3 separate regions of the Mus musculus genome follow, and all the other regions are linked to region 3. Evidence: chromatin contacts called from public Hi-C and Micro-C data. All regions are on one chromosome and are shown on one strand. The core of a region is the stretch at or near the end of the contact, and the rest is flanking DNA. Distances in the headings are between cores, read along the strand shown.

Region 1 (2,817 bases), core at 149-2,648, 140 kb after region 3:
TTACTCAGTACAGTCTTTATACTCTAATAAGCAGAAATTTGCAAGCCAACAGTACAGCTTGTCCACCACATTTGTGTCTCCCACTGTCAACTTTTTTAAAATGACATTTTATTGTTAACTTTTGCAATGCCTAGGAGTTGGCTGGTCTTGTATTATCCTGTTTGTAGTGATGGGCTCAGCTCTGTATGGCACATTCCAAGTACCTCTGTTAATAAAGGGATTAATAGGGTGATTGATTTTTTTGAGGATAGACATGAATCTTATAGGTCTCCTGTAGTATGGTGTGGTGGTTTGAATAGGAATGGCCTCTATGGGCTCATACGTTTGAATGTTTGGTTTTTAGGGAGTGGTGCTACTGGCCTGGCCCTGTGTCTCTCTCTTCCTGCTGACTTCCAATCCAGATATAGAACTCTCAGCTATTCCTCCAGCACCATGCCTGTCTATATGCTGACTAAGACATATCAGTTGAACAAATACTCAATCTGAAACTAATTAAAAATTAAAATATTGAAATGTTCCTAAACCAGAAATGTTTTAAGTACTGTTTCAATATTCTGTGCAGGAAATTACACATGTAACATATGCCACCAATCACAGCCAAAGAGATATATTAACAATGGTGTATCAAATCACCTTCAAGTCTGTAAGTGAGCTCTCATTGTTGATATACAAAGGTTGCTGAGTCTGCAAGAATCTAAAATGTCGTTGCTCCCAAACTCTTCATATAAGGAATGTGCAAGCTGCGAAGAAGTGTCAGGCATGAGTGTGTGCATACTTGCCCATCTCTATAAGCATGGAGCAGGTCTCTGGACGTCAAGTCCAGCCAGAGCATAGATGTTCTCAACCTCAGAGGCTGTTAATGCATTTTTATTGTTGTTGTTATAGTTGTTATGAGTTTTTAAAAAATTTTTTTTAATTTTGTTTTGGTTTTTGTATCACATGTTTAAAATTGAAGCTTTGAAATTTAGATGTGTGTCCTTGGTCGCTATGGAGGGATGTGGTGAGTGCTATAGTGGTTGTTCTTGCTTCCAGAATCACATAGTTCACAGTGTGTAAGAATGTCCCACAGTTCTCTTCACCACAGTTTTACTCTGAATTCTCAGCGAGCAACACTAATCAGGAGACAAGGATAACCCCCTCAGCTTCCATTTTGGTAAGTGAGAAATTTTTCTGCAGATGCTGTGGAGGTTTCCCGTGGAGCCTCCAGCTTTGCAAAGGACAGGAGCATCCCTAGACCCCACACATAGTCTGCCTGTCCTTGGCTTCCTGGCTGTCTCCTCTGCCATCTTCCTTTATACCCACTCTTTCTTTCAGGTGTGGCTCTGTTTCATAGCCTGAGCCCAGCCTGTCTTTGGACTCTCCCAGAAGGGCCACCTCCCTTTTCCACTGGCACAGCAACCCATTCCTTTCAGCACTTCAGCTTGGCCTGCATCAGCACACGTGATGAGCAGCTACCATATGGCCGTCCTGGCAGCTTATGGGTTCTTGCATTCACAAATGCTTTAGCTCATCACGTATAGTTCCCAGCAAAATACAGACCATTTGCTTCCCCTAAGTCATAACAAGATGTTCTTTCACACAGACACGGGAGGTAGTTCCACACAAATATATAAAACCAGGTTCCCACTTCCATGAGCTTTTCCCTCATGATGATCATTTAATTCTACAAATGTTTGTACAACCCAATTGCCTTAGAGGCCCCAGCCTTAGCTCTGCTAAGGATGATCAGAGGGCTTTATCCCTCAGCAGTACCTTGTCAGGACAGAGGTGAAAGTGTCATGCATGCATCCAGTAGACCTGGTACTCACTTTCTGTTTAGGAGCTCTGAGCTCATCTGTTCTTTTGGGGACAGATTTGGGATTGTCTGGTGTAAGAACTGAGCATTGTGGATGCTGATGACAGGCCTGTAGGGGTGTAGCAGAAATGGTTTTAAGATGGGGGTCTCTAGACAAAACATGACTATAGCACCAGTGTTTACCTTGTAATCATCAAGAGGCCTGTGCACAGACTTCACTTATTTTCTGGAAAGAACCTGAGACATAGATTACTCTTTATAATTATATTTTATGTAGAAAATTAAGAGCTCTTCTGCTCCCGACCTTGATCACCAAAGCTTCTTTATTTGCAGTGGGTAGTGGCTACTCTAGAGGCTTAAAACTCATCAAACTGCTGAGTATAAATGATTTTGAGCTCTTAGTGGTGGGAGTCACACTTCTGTTCATAGTCCCTGTGCTTCTCTGCACAAGATCAAGCCAGTACAGACCAGGGAGGAGCACTTGAGAGCCCCGTTCCTATTGGAAGAGCTATTGGCAGTTGATAGTCTGGTGAGGAAGAAGTAGTTTTTCATGTCCCAGTGGATGACCCTGTGCCCATGTGTTCTAGGGCTGCACAAACTGGATTTTGGATTATTCAGTTTTTCAAAAGAAGACATAAAGTTGGAAGGGCAGTTTGCAGAGATGGCTCAGTAGAAAAGAGCACTGATTGCTCTTCCAGAGGTCCTGAGTTCAATTCCCAGCAACCACATGGTGGCTCACAACCATTTGTAACGGAATCCGATGCACTCTTCTAGTGTGTGTCTGAAGACAGCTGCAGTGTACTCATATGAATAAAAAAAAATAAAAAAAAATTTTAAAAATAAATAAAGTTGGAAGGGAGATGTGCTTGGAGCACTAGGGGCTTTGACAGAGATGATAGTGGATGCATCTGTTTAATTCATAGTGAATGAATGTATAAAACTGCCAATGAATAAAATGTATTATTGAAAATAAATTAAAATATAGAGTTCATTTCCTTCCAACTTATCAGTAAATTTGAATG
Region 2 (2,700 bases), core at 9-2,508, 200 kb before region 3:
ATGCCAATCTTCCAGAGCCCAGGCAAAGCCTCCCTCCAGAGCGCGGGTCAGGGATCCGTCAGCACCTAGGACAGCGCCCGGCGGAGGAAGCCGGGCCTCTAAACAGAGGCTGAGGCTGGGACACCCACCAAAGAAGCCTCTAGACACATACTACAACCACTTGCTCTTCTCTCCTGCGATCCGCAGCTCTTTCCAAATGACAACAAAGGAAATCCTAAGTACCTTTCACCTGGGGATGCAAGCCGCCCCCACACCCAGTCTCTCTTCACAGCGCTCAGCGCCTGTTGCTAAGGGAAGGGAGAAAGCACTCTGGAAGCCTCGCGACCAGGTGACAGCTCTCCTGAAATGCCTGGGTGCATCGGGTAGCGCTGAGGATCCGGACTCTGGGCCAGTCTAGGACCCCGCGACAGGCCCGGCGCCCACGAGCGTGCAGGGAACAGGGCGGGCAGGAGCCCAACGCCAGAGAGCGCGGCTTCCCCTGCGGGCCAGGAAGCCAAGGCCGGTTCGGGCCTCCAGCCCAACAGGGGAGATTTGTATGGGCCCAGGCGGCCGGATAGGGCCTGGGACAGCTTGGGGAAGCGCAGGCACTCACCATGTTGACTTCAGAAACCATGTCGATGCTGGCGATGTCGATGTTCATCCCCACGCAGACTGGGGGACCTGCGGGAAGCGCAGCACACCGTGATCAGCCAGGCTCCAGCAGGGGGTACGGGTGGCTCTGAGGATTGGGGGGTTCGCAAAGGACCACCCACCCCACCCCGCTGCAGCTCCGCGGAGGCCGCCCCCGCCTCCCTCTCCACCCAGACCGCCAACACGGTGGATCGCGCTTCCCGCAGCGGTCGCGCGCATCCCACTTACCCCCGAAGTCGGGTCTCAGGCGAATGTCGTAGCCTTTCAACAGCTTGTCGACCGTCTCCTTCACAAAGGACATGTTCCCGGGGTCGTTTACGCTGAAGGAGGGGCACATGGCACAGAGAACAGGGTCAGGCAGCGGCTCACCCGCCAGCGCCCGGCGCGCACACAGCGCGCCAGCTCGCGCCCGGCCCGCTTCCCGTCAACCCACCAGCGACCCTACCTCTGAGCGCAGCAAACCACCGCCACCAGCACCGGGGCCGAGAAGATGCCGAAAAGCCTTCCTCCCGCAAAGCCCCACATCCCTTCGCCGCGCCCCGGCACGGGGGAGGGGGCGCCCCGCCGCCGTCGCGACCCGCAGCCGGGGCTGCTGCTGCTGCTGCCGCCACCGCCGCCGCGCTGGCCCGGAGCGGAGGAGGCGGAGGGGGAGGGGGAGGAGAGCAGGGGGGAGGAGCGGGCCGGGAGGGAGGAGCCCTGGCGCGGGTGCGCTGGGCGGGCGGAGGCGGGGGCGGAGCCGGACAAGAACAGCACCCGCCCCCTATGGGTCCGCGGTCGCTCCGGGGCGCCGGCGCCCTCCCAAGCCGCGGCAGCGGCCGCACCGGACTCCCGGGGAAGGGCTTGCGTGCGGCCGCAGATCCGCGCTGGACACTGCGGGCGAGGGCCACGACTGCGTGGCGCCTTGCAGGGCGGGGGATGGGCCACGGAGCCAAGTCCTCAGAGCTTGCAACGGCCGGGCGAAGGATGGGGCCCGGAGTGCAACGCACCGGCACCAGGGACATAGGAAGTGCTCCACATCCCTCGCCCTATCCCACCCTCCACCTTCAACCCCCGCCCTGCTCAGCGGGAGAGCCAGTGGGCTTCACACCGAGCCTTGGCGCTCTGCCTGGTCCGGATCCAAGCTGCAGAGCTCTGAGGTAGCCTCATCCTCACCTGCTGGGCTCAGATCCTCGCGTCCCCAGGGTCCAGGAAAGCCAGATTGGCAGCAGCAGGGCCTGGAGCCCGGAGCACATGGCGCTGCTCCTCTAGCCTAACCTGAGTGGGAACTGCTCCACTCTACCGTCACTGAGCTAGGAACCAACGGCGACGTGGGGATCCCCGCCTCCCCCTACCCCGCCCCTACCCCCACCCGCGGGCTTTCCCGCCTGACCCATCTTCCAGCCCTTTGCATGGCGGCAAGATTATCTATTTATCAAATATGACTATGAAAAGCAGTCTCCTTAAGCTGTGCCTCTCCTGCAAAACCAAGTGAGTGCCGAATCCTTCCTGCTCACATAAACGCATTCATAATGAACCGCAAAGAGAAATCTTGTCGAAAAACTGCAATTCAAGCCACACTTAAGAGACCCTAGCTTGTCATTATGAAGATGAGAAATAATGTGCCTTTTCTGGTGCAGACCAGATACATCCACCCTTATTTGAAGGTAAATATCTTTGTTTTCCTTGTGACAGGACTCCATTCTTTAGTAGTCATTAGAAAACTGCTGGAATATTGGTCAAAAACAAGCACCAGTTGGTACACACTCTGATTTTATATCGCCACTGTTCACTCGCTAGTGCACATTCCACCTGTACATCACTAGAGTACACCCACTGGTGCTTGCCCCACCCGTGTGTCACTATTGTACACCTAAGGAGTGCCTACTCTCCTGTAGACACGGGTTGCCTGTTTTTCTATAGTTAAACCATGCGTCAAACAGGGAGCCCCACAAATCAGGTCTGTTTCTAATTTCTTTAGTTTAGGCGTCCAGGATGCGGTGAGTGCATAGTAATATATGACTATTTTCCAGTATTGGCTCGGTTTTTTTCTCCTATATCTTTTTTTTTTCTGTTACCAGATTAATGTAGGTA
Region 3 (2,839 bases), core at 252-2,751:
ATTGCATTTGTTTAGAGACTCAGGATGCTTGTGCACCATCCTTTGACTAGATTCTGAAGGGTTCCTTTGTATGGTACAGAAATTAGAGATGAAGGAGAGTTTGATAGAAACTTCAAGAAGGAAGGTAGGTGTTGGCTGTTAGGAATCTCCATGGGACATAGGCATTCAGACTTATATAAGTGCAGGTAAAGAGGGGTGATAAAAAAATGTCCTGATTGGGGTGAGCTGGGTGACACAGGAAGAAGGCAGTGGCCTGGGATTAACCAAGATAGCACAATCCTTAGTTAAAAGCAATGCTATTATCAAGAAAAGCCTCCAGCCTCCAGCAGGCTTACGATTCTTAACCTGAGAATCTAGAGACAAGGGAGGGAATTCCCAAGAGCTTCAACCTGCTTCTCTCTGTATTTTATGAAAAAGCTTACTGTCAGTGTTTCTAAAATCCCTTCTCTTGGGGAGATAGGAGCATTGTCAACACCCTCCTCCTGGGCCCTAACAACAAAACAGTGTTCACCCCCACACAGTTTAGCCTGTGGACCTGGAGTTTATTGGCCATACCCTACAGAGGTAAGAGGTTGCTGACAGGATCTTGGGTGCTCACAAAACAACTTCACTTAACATGATTAATGGTCTCTTCATCTCCTTGCTCTAGTTTTTCCAAGCCTATGTGTTCTAGTACCTCCTTCCCCTAGACACAGACTATTGGCAATGGGGGGCAAAATTGCAAAGAAATGACTGGGAGAAGTGTTTAGACATCAGGTGAGGATCCAATGACCTTCCCAACCCCTCCTTCTGTGAAAGAAAGCCAGCAATCCACAGGCCCAAACTTGATGCATTCCTGCAAGCAGGCATAGCTACTTATAATGATGGTGGCAAATTGGCTGCAAGGGAAGTACTTTATAGCATCCAGTATTAACGAAACTGTCGTGTCTATGATTAGTAGTTGAAAATATATTTCTAAGGTTTTTTTTTTTTTAATTATGGAAGTAAAATTCCTATTTGTGTTGAAGTTAATGTTTGCATGCCAAAAGATTAGCTTTCTAAACGATCCTACAAATAAAAACAAGCAATTTCAGTTTGGAACATGAAAATAACGTCAGTCCCATCCAACAGGGTCCTTTGCTTTCTGGCTCCGGTGCCTTCTCTCTGGCCTTAAACATTTCACTTCTACTAATTACTGATAGTGTTTTAGTCTCTCTTTTCTGCGAAAAGGGGACATTGTTGGGACTTCCCCAGCAAGCCACAGTTATGAGCACCAGGGGGAGTTCAGGTAAGCAAGCACCACCCTAGAGAAGATCGCCTTTTGGCAAACCATCTCACTTACTTGCAATGGCGTCCCTAAGAGAAGGCACACGGCACAGGGGACAAGCAGGGTGGGTGCGCTGCAGTAAAACTACCAGTGCCCATGACTCCATCGATGACACGGGCCAGTCCCCAGGCCCCTTCTGCGCCTCCTTGCGGGATCCCCAAGCTCTCCTTCCCACCCACCAGCCCCGCCCCCTTCCCGACCTCCCAACTCCGAGTCCATTCAAACCTCGCTGCCTTCGCCTGGCATTGCCAAGCGTGTTAATTGGGGAAACTCCTCCCCGCCGCGGCCGGCGGGCACCACCGAGGCAACCGCGACCTCCCGCCACGCTTCGGAGCGCAGCTGCCCCAGCGCAGAGCCCCGAGCCGGCCCGGGAGGTGGGGGGCTCGGGCTGCGGGAGGAGGGTGCCCGGCCACCTGCTGCCCCCCCTTCCCCGTGCTGATCGCTCCCGAGAGCGGACGCACCCCAGCTCGTGTGCGCCCCGCAGAGCCGGACCGTCGGGGACGCGGCGCTCGGAGCAGACACCTGTCCCTCCCAGTCCGCAGAACCCTGGGCGCTGCAGCCCGTGGGAGTCTAGTAGGCGCCGGAGCAAGTAGAGACCAAGCCCTGCAGAGGCCTCGGACCCGCTCCCGGAGAGCCATGGCTGCAAAGCTGCTGCTTCTCCTCTGCCTGTTCTCGGGCTTGCATGCTCGGTAAGTGGCTCCCAGGCGTTTCCAAGAGGCCGGCGGGGGCGGAAGGGCGGCGGGGGGCGCCGTCTGCCGGCCGCCAGTCCCAGGTGCGCGCCGTCCACTGGGCTGCAGAAGAGGGAAGGTTCCCGCACCTCACCTCCTCACCTGTAGGTCTCCCCCAGGTCCAGACCTCAGCTCCAAGGCCGCCACAGCCCTCTGCAAGCCGGTTTGTGTGGGGACTGTTTGGGTGATTATAGGATGTGGTGGTTTCAAGGGACTTGGGAAATCAAAATGATGAGGCAGTAGCCTTATCTTTCTCATCAGTTATCCAAGGGCTTTCTGACATGCATTGGTTAACACTCTATATGTTCCAGCACTGAAAAGAAACCTCCGGACCCAGGAATTCTGTTTTCTCAACCACCCTATATAGATTACAGAAGAGGTAATTTGCAGGAGGAAAGTGGAGGGGGCTGGGGCAGGTGGTCAGGAAGAGCCCTGCTTCTTCTCCAGGTCCTACAGCAGCACACACAAGCACCCCATCTCTATTAAAGAATCAGGTTGCGGTTCACATGGAAGCTTCTTGAAGCTGTAAGAAATTATCTCACTGTGAATACCCCAAACCAGCACCAGTCAGCTAACAGAAGATTCACCCCGCAGACAGAGAAGGGCTCAGAAGAAGGACAGTGGCACCAGAAGGGTTAAAGCCTGTTGCCATAAACACAACTAGAGATGCTGACATGGTTTAATTCCACCTCCTAGATTGGTGCTCTGATTAGCTCCTGCAGAACTAACCTGAGTTTTGGAAATTCCTGGTTGTCTCCCCAACTGTCACCCTAGGAATTGGAGGACACCCCATTCCCAGAACACA

What was found. A called contact is a pair of places that touch in the nucleus more often than the background predicts.
Region 1: a Hi-C map of cerebral cortex shows a contact between it and region 3, with 3 times the contacts expected there. The contact joins the enhancer-like site here to the promoter of Gabrg3 in region 3. A contact is called at or near these places in 2 of 39 promoter capture datasets (hippocampal neurons and stem cell-derived epiblast-like cells) and 2 of 484 Hi-C or Micro-C datasets (cerebral cortex and nephron progenitors).
Region 2: a Micro-C map of embryonic stem cells shows a contact between it and region 3, with 2.3 times the contacts expected there. The contact joins the promoter of Gabrb3 here to the promoter of Gabrg3 in region 3. A contact is called at or near these places in 1 of 484 Hi-C or Micro-C datasets (embryonic stem cells), 1 of 115 datasets of contacts at active chromatin or transcription factors (embryonic stem cells) and 1 of 9 other capture datasets (adipose tissue).

The regions. Positions count from the first base shown.
Region 1 is chr7:57,242,817-57,245,633 of GRCm38.p6, reverse strand. All of the region lies in intron 3 of Gabrg3 (gamma-aminobutyric acid (GABA) A receptor, subunit gamma 3), which reads left to right. Among named protein-coding and RNA genes, the nearest start is that of Gm39017, 58 kb to the left of the region's middle. Within about 2 kb of position 1,398, at least 6 of the 459 cell types and tissues checked have an H3K27ac peak or open chromatin away from gene starts, as enhancers often do. A contact at or near this core is called in cerebral cortex and hippocampal neurons, where this site is marked.
Region 2 is chr7:57,589,731-57,592,430 of GRCm38.p6, reverse strand. It overlaps Gabrb3 (gamma-aminobutyric acid (GABA) A receptor, subunit beta 3), which reads right to left and starts at 1,258. Exons shown (of 9, transcript NM_008071.3): 1 at 1,076-1,258; 2 at 859-950; 3 at 593-660. The coding sequence starts at 1,155. It also overlaps a transcript of Gabra5 not described here.
Region 3 is chr7:57,385,877-57,388,715 of GRCm38.p6, reverse strand. It overlaps Gabrg3 (gamma-aminobutyric acid (GABA) A receptor, subunit gamma 3), which reads left to right and starts at 1,501. Exons shown (of 10, transcript NM_008074.3): 1 at 1,501-1,995. The coding sequence starts at 1,943. It overlaps Gm9962 (predicted gene 9962), which reads right to left and starts at 1,444. Exons shown (of 3, transcript NR_033504.1): 1 at 1,322-1,444.